Regions from separate parts of the Mus musculus genome. Here region 1 is linked to region 2. Evidence: chromatin contacts called from public promoter capture Hi-C data. All regions are on one chromosome and are shown on one strand. Each heading gives the region's core, a stretch centred on a gene start, on an enhancer-like site or on the middle of the called end of the contact. The rest is flanking DNA. Distances are from core to core; before and after follow the strand shown.

Evidence for each region. Promoter capture Hi-C pulls out the DNA fragments that hold promoters and counts their contacts.
Region 1: a contact with region 2 is called in a promoter capture Hi-C map of embryonic stem cells. The contact joins the promoter of Dio3os here to the promoter of Tnfaip2 in region 2. A contact is called at or near these places in 1 of 39 promoter capture datasets (embryonic stem cells), 1 of 484 Hi-C or Micro-C datasets (embryonic stem cells) and 1 of 115 datasets of contacts at active chromatin or transcription factors (pancreatic cancer cells).

What each region holds. Positions count from the first base shown.
Region 1 is chr12:110,273,644-110,280,805 of GRCm38.p6, reverse strand. Dio3os (deiodinase, iodothyronine type III, opposite strand) reads left to right here and starts at 2,738. Exons shown (of 4, transcript NR_002866.2): 1 at 2,738-2,823; 2 at 3,057-3,255; 3 at 3,380-4,180; 4 at 5,229-5,422. Dio3 (deiodinase, iodothyronine type III) reads right to left here and starts at 1,576. Exons shown (of 1, transcript NM_172119.2): 1 at 1-1,576. The coding sequence starts at 1,574. The coding sequence ends at 660. It overlaps Mir1247 (microRNA 1247), which reads left to right and starts at 2,677; the gene lies at 2,677-2,758.
Region 2 is chr12:111,438,446-111,444,860 of GRCm38.p6, reverse strand. Tnfaip2 (tumor necrosis factor, alpha-induced protein 2) reads right to left here and starts at 2,200. Exons shown (of 12, transcript NM_009396.2): 1 at 2,178-2,200.

The DNA.
Region 1 (7,162 bases), core at 1,489-3,988, 1.2 Mb after region 2:
GGTTCCCTGTGGAACCCAGAGCACTCTCCCCCTCTTACTTTAGGCGCTGTTTCGAGCCTCTCTGCAATTCAGAGCCGACCCGTGGTCAAGCCCAGTTAGAGGCGGTTCGTCATCAGCAGCCAGGGCTCCAGCGCACCCAAAGCTAGGCGGGGAAATTACCCTGCCCACCCTTTCCCTATCTCGAGCCCCTCCCCCAACCCAGGGATAAGAAATAAACACAAAAGCAGCAGGACTCCCTGCGCTCGACAGGTGGGTGCCAGGCAACTAGCTAGAGCCTGAGGCGCTGCTGGAACCCAGCTGCGCTCAGGGCGCGCGGGCGTGGCCAACAAGTCCGAGCTGTGAAATGCTGGGGACTTTCGCGCTTTGCCGAAGCAGCGCTGGAGACCTGGTGTCAGAAAGTCCAGCAGGTAAACTCCAGCAGGGACAAAGCTGTCAGTTCGAGCCACAGCAATGCTCCTGAGAGCAAGCCAAAAACGTACAAAAGGGAGTCACTATAGCAGAGTCTCAAGTTAGCCAGACTCAGCCTGAGTTCTGTGGCTGTGCTCATCTGTGTCATGGGGATCCCCCACAACCTTTGACTTTCTTTGGAGCATTTGCACGTGGGCTTCGAAGGCCCAGGAGACCCGGCCCACCAATTCAGTCACTTGTCCCTTGGTTATTTAGAATCGATGTGGCCTAGTACCATGCAACTGTTCATCATAGCGCTCCAACCAAGTGCGCAACTCAGACACCTGGTAACCGTCGGGGCCACGGCCTCCCTGGTACATGATGGTGCCACTCTGGATGACGTAGAGGCGCTCAAAATAGGCACCATATGCGGAACTGCTAGAGTTGGCCATAGTGTCCAGGACCAGAGCACAGCCAGGTGCACCTTGTTGTAGTACTCTCGCTGCGCTGACACGGTCCTCCAGGCTGCGGTGCTGGGGGATGACATAGGGTGAATCTGTGGTGACCCAGCCGTCGGATGGGTGGGCTTCCTCGATGTAGATGATAAGGAAGTCAACGTCGCGCTGGTACTTGGTGACCAGGCGCTGGAAGGCGCTCATCCGCGCCATGAACGGTGGTCAGGTACAGCTGCCAAAATTGAGCACCAACGGGCGGGTCCCTTGTGCGTAGTCGAGGATGCGCTGGCTCTGGAAGCCATCAGGTCGGACAACCTCCGAGTTGGGCGCTGGGCCACCCTCATGGGCTTGCTTGAAGAAATCCAATTTCTGGCCATGCCACACGGCTTTGAGAGAGGCCAGGGTGCACAGACGGTTGTCGTCTGATACGCATATGGGCGGGTCGTCAGGGGGCATCTCCTCGCCTTCACTGTTGAGCTCTACTTCGGGCTCAGGGTGGTCAGGATGGCGACGGCGCAGGAAATGCTTGCGGATGCACAAGAAATCTAAAAGCCAGAGCATGAAGGCCGTGCCTAGGAAGCGCGGGAACAGCACGAGGCACGAGGCGGTCTGGGCGCAGAGCCTCAGCGAGTGAAGCAGCAGAGAGCGGAGCATGGTGGCCGCGGGCCCCGAAGCCCCCGGGGGCCCTTCACCTTCTCCGACCACCAACCTCGAGGCGGCCTGGCGAGGCATCTGGTCCTCGGTGCTCTGGGAGCTCAATTTATAGTCAAAGCTTGAATTGGCGGGAGACTCCACCTCCGACCGGGGCCCGCCCCCTTGCAACTTGAGCCCGGAGGGATCACCCAGAGGCGCGGCCAATGCCCCAGAAATCTTGGGTCGAGGGCGGGCGCAGGCTGGTCGAGGGTGGAGCGGTGCGTCCCGGGGCTGGCAGGGGCGGGCCTGAGTCCCGCAGCCCGCTCTCAGGGGCGGGGGACCCCGAAGCCGCTGTGTCCAGGGACTAGGAGCCCGATCTCAGAGCCAAGCAGTCAGTGGTGGCAATGGTGTAACCCGCGCAAGCGCCTCGCACCTCCTAGGTCCCAGCGGGCGGGTCCCAGCCCGCGCCCTCTTCGCCGCGCACCTGAGCTGAGTTCCCCGGCGGCCGCAGCGCCGCGCCGGAGCTCCGGTTCGCTTCCCGCGCGCCGCCGCCAACGCCGCCCACGCTGCTGCTGCTCGTGCGGGGTCGCTGCCCAGGTACCGCGGGAGTCCAGGTCTGCGGCCGCCGCTCGGCCGGCCCCCGGCTGCAGCCCCGCCGGGGACGCGGGCCCGCGAGGAGGCAACTTTGGGTTCCCGCCGCCTTCCCCGCTCGCCCGCGGGCGCCGCTCGACTGCCGCAGCCCGTCCGCCCGCCTCCCGCGCGCGCTCACACTCGCGCCTCGCACACGGCCGCCCCCCGCACCGCCCCGCCACGCACACCGCGCTCCGCGCCCCCCGCCGCTGCCCGAGCTTGCCGCGCGCCGCCCCAGTCCGCGCCGCGCCCGCCCCGTCCCATCTCGCTCCCGCCGGACGCCGCGGTTCCCGGGTCAGCTGCCCCTCGGCTCCAGCCCGGAGGTGCCGAGGGCAGGGCCCGCGGGTGGGCTGGCGCCCAGCTCGGGAGACCCGGAGAGTCGCGGCAAGCGACGCCGGGCCTCGCCCTCGGCCGGCTCCGGGACGCCCTGGGCGCGGGGCGCTGCGGGCGCGGGGCGCGGGGCAGCGGGCGCGGGGCGGCGCCGGCCCCGGGCGGCTCTCCCACTAGGGGTAGCTGTTGCCTGAACGCGGGAGCGCTCCCCTCTCGCCGCTTGCCTCGCCCGGCGCAGCCCCGGCCGCCGGGCGCACCCGTCCCGTTCGTCCCCGGACGTTGCTCTCTGCCCCGGGAACGTCGAGACTGGAGCGCCCGAACTGAGCCACCTTCGCGAACTCGGAGCGCGGCGGCCCGACTCAACCGCGGAGGCGCCCGGACGCGTAAAGTGCGTACTTTCAACAGGGAACGTGTGCTGAGGCTTTTTAGGGGTGCGGGGCAACTCCCCAACAGCGTGGGGCTCTGGTCGGCTCTGCCACAGCGGCGCAGACCTCCTAATCTGTCTCTGCGCGTGGCGCACTGCTGGAGACTTGGGTTCAGGGGCGGCGGGGCTGCTTGACCTGGGGTCCTCGAGACCCTAAGCAAGTTCCACTTTAGATACACCTCACAATGACCCCTCAGGTCAAGGCCTCAACCCGAAGGCAGCGCCTAAGAATCGCACTCCCTAGAATGCTCCAGCACTCACAGGGGCCTTCTCTGGGGTAACGGGACCCCAGCCGGATACTACAGCTCCAGCTGCTTGCGTCCCATGCATCGCCCTCTCGGGAGAGACCAGCTACCTAACTTTCTCTACCAGAGACCGCGCTGGCGTCTCGGGAGGGTGAGCACAGTCAGACCACTTTCCATTAGCCATGGAACTTGTCCGGAAAAGTCGACCTCAAGTAGCCCAGAGGGCGCCCAGGTAGGCGCCCGCCCTCACCACCTGGTTTCTGCTGTCCTGGCAGGATGCTCTGCCCAGGGAGTCCCTCGGTCGCGGGACCTGTGGCCGCCAGAGCAGCTGGATCTGGAGTGTGCTGCCTGTGAACAGCCTGTGAAAGTGGCTCTTCTCCCTCTGGGTCAGAGGATGTCTCTGCTCTGGGGGCAAGGGAGTAAACATCAGCACTTCCCACCTGAAGGAAGCCATCAGACTCCTTTGCTGTTTCTAGCACTCTTTGTAAGGTCTTTCAGGAGGACTTCAGAAATCTCCCTGAACGTGCCTGGCTGGGGGTTCCACTCATGGTTCTATCCCTAAGCAGGGCTCCTCTGAGCTTACAGATCAACCCCCCCCCCACTCTCTTTCAGACTTAGGTGGTAAAGTGAGAAGAGACTCTGGCTGGAGAGTCTGAGAGACAGATTGGGAGCTTCTGGGCGCTGTCTTGGGTAGAGCAAGAGATAGTTCTCTTCAGCCCAAGATCCCCTCATCTCTGGGAGATACCAGTCTAGGGCTTGTGTCCTGCTTCTTCCTATAAGGACCTGGGACAGGGATATGAGGCCGATCCTCCCCTTCTCGCATTATGTGTGTAGGTGCATATGCCATGTGGCAGCCATAGTCTGGGACAGATAGAAGTCCTTCTGGTCCTGCTCTATGGGACCAGTCACCCCTGAACATCACCCCTTTCTGATATGGGACACTTGGGAAACCCTGCCATCCACATTTCTGGACAGGGGCGGGTGTTGTGTGGGAAATAGGCTACACCCCACACCTCAGGATTCCAGAGCCTTGGATGAAGAACCCAGGCCTTCGACTTCCCTGGCATCCTGTACAGGTGAGGAAAGACCCAAGGGGTGCCAGTGATTCTGGCTTTGGGGACACATACCTGGCTTGACAACCACACCAGTGCTCCCTACCTTTCTGCGGTTCCTCCTCATCTCTATTTTCCTCCCCAGTCCTCTTTTCCCATGCCCTTCAGGGGAGCACCCCTAACTAGCTGTAGTTCTCAGCCTTTCTACCAGTTACTTAAACTATCTTGTCTTGTCCCAGTGGTCTAGAACATGAATACTGGCCCAAGGCCAAGACTCTTCTGAAATCCATGAGGGGTGTAGGCCTCAGTGGACCTGGCAGATTTGGGAAGGGACACAAGTTGGGGTACTTGTCCTGTTTCAAGAGCCGGGGTGGGATGGTATGCTCTGGGCTCTCCTGCCTGCTTTCTCCCAGCTCCAGCAGAGGGCAGACAGGGAGAGAAAGGAGGGATGCACTGGGCTGGGTCCATTTGGTATCTTGGACCAACTTGGTGGAGGAGGAGGGCCAAGGTCCTGGCATGACTGAGGAGGACTGGCCTTTGGCCAGTCTTCCACTCCCAAGATTTGGGTAGTAGTGGTCTGCCAGGGAAGGAGTGCTTAGAGGGCCTGACACTAACCCCTTCATCTCCTAGCCTCCGGGTGGGGTTGGTGTGCAGTGTGTGGCAGGCATAGTCTCTGCCTCCCATTCCCAAGGCTGTCAGGAGACACCCATGCAGGTTGGTGGGTCTTGCCACTGGCTTCTATGTCTCCCAGCCGGGGTATTTCCTACGCACTCAGAAAAGATGGCCCAGCCCCTAGATTTAGAGAAGAGCATCAGAGAATAACAGTCCTGTGCCCTGGGTCTGACCCCATCTCATCATGCCCTGGTTACATGGGCTCAGTCTTCCTTGACCGTCACTCCTGTCGCTCTTGGTCTGCTTCCCCCACCCTGGTCTCTGGACACTTGAGGTTTTCCTTCCTCTGAACTTCCACCCATGGTGTTCCTGTTGCCCTTCTCTTTCCTCCCTCCACCCCTATAGTCCTCCTGTTCTTCTAAAGCCCTGGTCTGACCTGGCCCCACCCTTCCTCATACAGGGGAGCCCACTTTCTGCCTGGACTCTTCTTGAAGGAGCACACTCCCTCTTCCTGGCCCTTCTTCCTCAGTGGCCAGCAGCCTGTTCAGCAGATGCATTTCTGTGTTTGCCCAGCAGACCTCCCAGGCTGGCCCAGGCGGGATCCCTTGGAGAGACTTCTGGGAGGGGCCCAATAAAGCTTTGTGCAATGAGAAACGTGTACAGTGTGGACTTACTGAAAACCGGGTTTGGGGAGAATTTCTAGATGTGTCGTTCTGCCCTCTGCACACGGCGGCGGTAAGCAAGCAAGGTAGGACATGTTGGTGGCAGCAGGCCTGAGTGAGGTCATCTAGGACTGGCTCCGTGGAACATCCCCTTTTGGGTGTGGCATCTAACGAATATGCCCTCCACCTGCCCACTTTATCCCGGTTCCTTTTCTAGGCTGTGCACCGCTCCCTCTGAAAGAGGTGCTTAGCCCTTTCCACTAGTTTGAGAGTGGTCTTTGAGACACGTTTTCCCACCTCTGACTCAGGCCAACTAAGGTGGGCACAGAAATACTCTGAGGAGACAGGGTGGCCAGTAGCTCAGTGATGATCTTGGGCTGATCTTGGAGAGCCAGGGTCTTAGCATCTTGTCAATGTCTTCCTCAGATGTTGCTCCACAGATGTAGAAGGTTCTAGACACCTTGGAAGGACTTGCACTGCTCTTGTCTGCTACTCTGGGGTCCTGTAAAATCCTACCTGTCCCCACCATCTGGCCATTTGCCTCCAGTACTGTCTTACCTGACCTTTCCTGTCTTTCCTTGAGGCCCCGCCCCCACCCTGCAGCCTAACTTAGGCTCTCACTGGGTCCAGACATAAGTAAGCACTCACTGTGGTCTCTGGTATTCTGCTAGCCCTGGGGGACAGGACAATGTGGGTACCTGGGTCCTGACTGGTCTTGGGATGCAGGACTATGCATACAAGACAAATCCTAGCCTACCTGGGGGACTATCTTCTTATATTTCTACTGAGGCTCTCTGGAAAGAGTGGTGGGTTCACCAGCAGCAGACATTGAGTCCCAGGTTCCTTTCCTTATGGCAGGTCTAACATATGAACACATTGAACCACCATGGCACGGAACAACTATGAAGGAACATGGGTGTGCATGTGCACATACGGGTGAGGGTGTGTATCTATATCTGTGATGGTTCACATGGAGTTCAGTTTCTTTCCCACAAGGTATCACAAGTGAGATGAAAGTGTAAACACCGAAGTCAAGACGCCTCCTGTTCAGGGACAGAGTACATCCACAGCATGGGCTTCTCTGAGCAGAGTAGATGTAGATTATCCCTCAATGCTGTTCTGGATATGACAGCAGAGGAGCAGTGGATGAACCAGGCTGCCCAACTGTGCCCATGCATCCCTGCAGGCCATGCTGGTCAGAAGCCTGGTCCAGGCACTGAGGCTCAGAGTGATGAAGTCTGACTCCTTGAAGCACCTTCATCTTGTATGAGTTTATGGACCACCGGAGGAGAAGGCTCATGGTGCAATGGACATCTGGAGGGAGGGGCATCCTTCTGAGATGTTTATCCTTTGGGGGAAGACTACCCCATCACCCCAGCCAGACTGGTTCTTGCTTTTGCAAGTGGAGTGGTAGGTGTATACTGGTCTTCAGGTGTCCCTACATGGTGGGGCCCTGGGTAGGAGCATCATGTACTCACAGAGAGCTCACGAGGATACACAGTGAGTTTCCTGCGTTGGGTGGTATCCTGGAAAGTTGCCACAGGTGGAGGAGTAGCCCCAGCATCTTTGTGGCTCTAATTTGAAGCGTGGAGGGCCTTCTATCTTGGTGCTCTTTCTTGGAAAGGGATCACATACTCTGGCTCATTGTTTCAGGCTTACAAAAGGTTCCTGGATATGTACTGGGGCCAATGACTGTGGACAACTTGAAATGACAGGAAGCATGAAGCCATTA
Region 2 (6,415 bases), core at 951-3,450:
CACAGCCCAACAGTGTCCCCTCTGTTTTCTCCAGTAAAAACACCAGGACCCCTCAACTCCTGGTCCCCAACCCTCCCCACACCGTGCCCACCAGAACTGTATGTAGTACTCAAAGCTTGTCTCCCTAGGCAAGGAAGAGACTGGAGGCTCCAGAGCTTCCAGGTTGAGGGGCAGCCTCTGCACCTTCTCTGACTCCACCAGACTCTGGGGGCGGAGACAGGACAGGATGATACCCCTTGGGACAGCAAGAACAGGTCTAAGAGTTCACAGCCATGCAGTGGTCACAGAGTCTAGCACCTTTCCTCCTGAGACCAGCACCCCCTCCCTCTGCCCCCTTTCACGGGTCTTTATTTAGTTTTGGGATCACAGAAATCTACCACAAGCAAAGATACAGCTGTTGTCCTGGGACCACAAGAGGAACTGAGCCTGTCCCTTGTAGTACGCTGCTTTAGGATTAGGGGGTCAGACTTCAGACCCTGGGCAAACGACCCCAGGTAACCTTTTACTCGTGAGCAAAGCACAGGCCTTCCTGAAGTCACACAGCAGCTTGAGTGTGGAACCCACACTACCCGCTTTGCAGCCTACCCTGCTTGTTTCCAAATGGGGTGATGCAATTTCCCAAGGCCTTCTGTTTCCCCTCCCTTCCCGGGTGCCCATCCCATCCCATCTCTCCCCAGCAAGTATGTTATTTAGCTTAAAATAATCTTGTGGTCACTAGCTTGAGCTTGGAGGCCAGAGAACATCTCCCTCAAAGGACTGGCTTTTCTCAGGCCTCCACATCCCTGACTGTGTGTGTGGATTGTCAGAGCAAGGAAGACCACCCGAGGAAGCAGGGCTAGCCTGGAGGGAGGGAGCAGGCAGGAGGAGGGCCTTTCTGGTAAACGGTGTGACCCATTACCAGGAGGTGGCTTCCCTGCCCCATCCTTCAAGGATAAAAACCCCAAGCTGTAGCTTCATTTCTTCAAAATGACCTGGCGTGATCCAGGAACAGCTCCCGGTAAGGCAAGTGGGAAGACCCACCATCACGAAGGAGAACCCCGGAAACTGCGGAGGGGAGGTGCTTGCCCAAACACAACACACTTTAAGGGCCCTTTCCCACACCATCTCCGCCTCCACCAGCTCAACTGCCCAGGTTCGGGATAGATTCCTGAGGGGCTTATCTCATAACTGGGGCATGGGTAAAGCACCCTGATTGGACAGAAAGCCTGGGCTCCTCTACCCCAGCTCTTATCATCCTCACCAGGTGCCCTGAGCAGAGAGAGCCCTCTCTCTCGTTAACCTCATGAGGCCTGAGATAGGGCCAGGCAGTTTTTAAAGCCTGTGCCAACCTATCCCACTCGCATGGCAAACACCCATAAGGGCTGGCCTGGCTGATGGAGCTGCTGACCTGAATGTCTGGCCCCAGTTGCCCTTCAGTGTCAGAGGCTATTGGTATAAAAGGGAGGAGCATCTGCGGGCTCAGCTACACTTCTCACCAGGATTAGGGCTAAACAACATTCTTCCTCAGTATGTCTCGGTTTTCCCGTTTGTAAAATGAGAACGAGCCCTCCCCTCACTCCTTTCTCAGTGCTGCTCAGAGGATGTGGCAAAATCAGAAGCCTGGCACTGGGTGGGCCTTAGAAAGCAAGTTCCCCTGTATCCCTGACTGCAGAGGGGAAAGGCAGCAGGAGTAATGAGATGCTGTTTAAAGCATCACCAAGCCGGGCCCGCAGAGGCACGAAGGGGTCTCAGAGACACATGGGAGGGCTGCATCTGGTGGCTGGATGGTGTCACCTCCCTCAATTCTAGACACCACAGAGAACCTCACTGATCTTGCAACTAACTTACTGACTCTTGCCCCACAAGAGATCATCCGGACAGGGAGTCCCGCGGGTGCTGGGACCTTCCTTTTGTAAACCCGAGACTCCCTCACTTTTGTCCCAGTCCCTACAACACTTAAGAAACTTTCGCTGCGCGCGGGGATTCCGGACCCTGGTGTGAGGGGCTCAGAGTAACGCCTGTAAGTCCCTAGCAGTGCGTATGCTGGAGGTCAAGGGACCTCGAAATATCCCGCCCGCGTCCCCTTGGCCACTCAGGGCCATTCCCCCGGCGAATCCTGTCCGACACTCTGTGTCAGGACTGGAAGGGAAGCTACGTAGAGCGGCAGGGACAGAGGCACAGCGGCAGAGGTCACTTACTGTGTCCAGGACAGGACGCCTTAGTCCCGACCCTGGAGGGGCCCTCCTAAAATAGTCGCAGGCTCCGCCCAGACTCTGCCTGCTCCACCAACCGCAACCGCGGAAAATCCGCTGGCGGACGCCTCGGCCCGGCGAGTCCAGTGTTGGGGGCGGGGCCGGGCCGGTAGAGAGAGGGGCGGGGTCACTTTGCTGTTCCCAATAGCCTGGAAAGAGTGGTCTTGATGTGCGTGCACAGGGAGCCACGAGTTCCGCTTAGCGGAGAGCTGTTGTCGCACCACGGTCTCTGATTGGCTACCTAGCAGGGGCGCACGCACAAAGCCTCTGTCCCGCGTCACACAGTCAGCACCTACTTAGGTCTGGGGAGTGCCCTCTTCCATCTCAACGCCTCTGCCAAGTGTTGTTACCGCTCTGAGCACCCCTGTGTCCTTGAAAGTCTGGAAGGAAAGCTTCCCGGAGGAGGTGTCCTAAGGCAGCTGGGCACACGACTGGTAGTGGGACCTCTCAAAACCTCTCATCACCAAGCCTTGAGTGATGGGGCCCATCTTCATCATTATCCTGAGGTTACACAGAAATGACAGACAGCCCTCACCTGAGCCTCCTTCTCCAGGGCTCCCAGTGACAAGATTTTCCAGGATGGGGCTGGGGGTGATCCTCAGCACTCCCTTCTGCGGGCCTTTTCTCGGGGGTCTTTTCTCGGGGGTCTTCCCACCTTGGGGAAGGTGGGGTTGTAGGCTAGTGTAGAAAGGGGAATTTCTGCCCTCTGGAAGATGGGCTCACTCAGGAATTTCCCTGCTAGACACCAGCTTCTTTTTTGCCTCTACTTGGAGCTCGGCTCCTCCCCATCTTTTGTTTGGGCCCTCTCTTCTTTCCCTGCCTGTCTAAGCACAGAGCTTTGAGGAAAGAGGGAAGGGCAGCTGAGTGGGTGGGTTATGTTAAGGGGTTGTCCCTGGAAACCCAGAACTTCCTCTTCCTCCTGGGGAGCAGTGGCCAAGTGCCAGGTTTAAGAAGACTCTCCTCCATCCTATACCATGGTAGGTTGTAGGAGGCAAGAACAGAAGGCTGCCGGGCGGGAGTGGTGCACACATTCAATCTCAGCACTTGGGAGGCAGAGCAGACAGATCTCTGAGTTTGAGGCCATCCTGGTCTACAGAGCAAGTTCCAGGTAGCCAGGGCTACGCAATGAGAGCCTGTCTCAAAACTCAAACCGCACGCTTCCTCTTCTCCCTGAGGTCCTAATGGGTGATATTTCTATTGAGCCTCCAGGGTCCAAGCTGGGTGTTGCCTCTGCTCCACAAGGGAAGACAAAGACCCTAGGACTGTACCCACAATCCCATCCAAATATAGAAAGAGGATGAGAACCCAGGCCTTCTACTTCCAGCCTTCTACCTCCTAGCGGCCTCTCGACACATCGTATGACCTCCCCAGAGTATCCAGCCTCCGCTCTATTGATCCAGCTCCAGATTTCAAACAGATAAGGAAATGGTTGGGAAACTCCACAGGTAGGATTGAGGGACAGAGGAGTCAGGCTTTCAAGAACCCACATCTGTTCAGAGCCTATGGGCTCTGTGGGACAGATGTTGGACTTCCATTCTTGCCCCATGGTGCCCACAGCAGCTTGCTCAGAGCATAGTCAGTAGAAGCCAATGCCACCCATCTTGCATGTCAGAGTTTAGGATGAGGGTCAAAGGTCCTCTGTGAATTTCCCAACACAAAGGAAATTTGAAAACAGGGCTATTTGGATAGCTGAGGGCCAAAGATCGGTTGATTCTCGGGGTCAGCGATAGTTTAACTATTTTTCATAGTCCCCCCCACACCCCCGCCCCAATCCAGCCAAGAAATGGATCCCACAGGATAGAAACATTGGATCAGCTTACCTGGTAAACTGCTATCCCAGCCCCGACTCTGGCACCTGAGAGTTGGTGCAGCAGCCAGGAGTAGGCTGGCAAAGGTTCCTAGCCCAGCACAGAAGCTCTGCTGGCCAGCACCTGGACAAGAGCCTGAGTGCCAGGATGACAGGCATGCACCATCACAGGCTCTCTCTCTCTCTCTCTCTCTCTCTCTCTCTCTCTCTCTCTCTCTCTGTTTGGTTTTCAAGACAGGGTTTCTCTGTGTAGCCTTGGCTGTCCTGGAACTAACTCTGTAGACCAGGCTGGCCTCGAACTCAGAAATCCACCTGTCTCTGCCTCCCAAGTGCTGGGATTAAAGGCGTGCGCCACCACTGCCCGGCTACAGGCTCTCTTTTTATTTTTTAAATTATAATATATGCATAATAGTGAGTTACCGTTTTAACAGTTTTGGGCGTTCTAGCTAAGTGCACCAACACTGAGGTACAGCTGCAACCACCCCCATCCACAGAACTTTTTTTCCCCACATGGTGTATCTGCATGTGAGTGCAGGTGCTTGGTAGTCCACAAGAGGGCGTTGGATCCCCTGGAGCTGGAGTTACAGGCAGTTGTGAGGCTGCTCAATACGGGTTCTGGGAACTAAATTCGGGTGCTCTGCAAGTTCAGCCAGTGCTCTTAACGACTGAACCGCCTCTCCAGCTCCACACAACTTTTTCCCCTGTAAAACTAAACACACTGTTTGTCTCCATTACACAACCACTGCCCATTCCCTTGTATCCCTGCATTCCTGGTACCCCATTCCATGGCTATGTCTGTTCCATGGATCCAGTGAGTGGGTGGATACAGCCTTTGTGCCAGTGTGGTGATGCTTCGTAAAGGAAGAAAGACTAACTCTTGGTGTCATTTACCCAGGAGTGGACCTGATTTATCCAAAAGTGTTTGAGTCTCTTCCATTCTAAAAGTCTACTCTAGAATAAATCTAATCTAAATGAAATCTAATTTGAAAGTCCTAATCTAAAAAGGGAGCCCTGAATCCAGGTCTTTCTCCCTATACTGAACAGCTCAGCAAATGTAACAAAAACAAGCAGCCCTGTTTTGTGTCTCTTATAGGAGTCACAGAAGGGAGAGAAATCGTGTTTTTCCTGGCCCTACTGACTCACAATAGTTCACAAAGTCACATTCGGGTTTATCAAGCTATAATCACAAGTTGCTTGCAACACATTTCATGGTGGGAGGGTGGGCATTTGGGGGGTGGGGTAGGGCTGGGACTTGTTTACAGAGTGGCTCACTGCTTCCAGCAGTCCAAGACCCATCTCACGCACACACATTGTTTTGAATGGGTTTGCTGTGCAGCAGTTTACTCAAGATTAAAAGCTTCAGTTAGGGAGGGAGGCTCCTAAGGACCAGGTACACTTGCAGGGAGGTGGGACAATAGGATGTTCTATGGAGACAAGAAGTAAACAACTCAGAAGTGCTACAGGGAGTCCCTGAAACTGACCATACTCACTAGGCTTCTCCTTCAAGCATGTATATAAGGTGTAAGAATGGCCAAGACACACTCTCAGATAAGTTGAGCTGCCTAGAAGACCCAACAGCTGAGCCTCCTAGGAAAAACAGAGATCAACCAAAGTGCCTGGAAGAAACAAATCGGACCACCTGCGCTATCTGCAGAGGGCACTCCAACCTCCAGGTTGTTCACTATGAGCTCCAGGTCCCACTGTTATGAACTGTCATGCTGGTGATGGCTTTTGGTGATAACAGCTGTCTTGAGTCACTCCACCCACATACCTGTACATAACCCCAATAAAACTCATTGGGTCACCAAGCTGAGCTTTGCATCTGTTTGAACTTTGGTGTGTTCCCTATTAGGGTGAGTGGACACGTGATCCCATCGTCCCAGGAATAGTGCCTCTCGATAAAAAGTTACAAAGGAGAAATAGGAAAGATAGCATAATCAAAGCCCACATTTCAGCTGAGCTCGAAAGACTTTATTGCGTTTACAGTCCAAAGTATAGTAAGGTTGTAACATTTTTCTTAGAGGTCAGTTCAGTCTGAACAGGTTGACTTGCAGAAGGATACATCGTTATAAACGATTTCAAAGCATAGCACTAACATGGTTGCAGGTTGGGTAAGAGTTTTATTTGTAAAGACAGACTTTTAAATCGCCCAGAAGTCATTCTCACAGGATTGCCTGCTTTAGTTAGCATGTTCCCAAGTCCTAGCTTTCTGCCTTTTAGGATCCTAATTCTGTCTTATGGATGGACCGCACTAAATTGTCCTCGATGGGCGCACTGACTGCTGTGAAAACCGATGCTGGGGATGCTGAACTCAAAGCTCCATTCAGATCCACCTTGCAGTCTGTGTGAGTGGACAGTTGACTTTCTCTGACCTCTA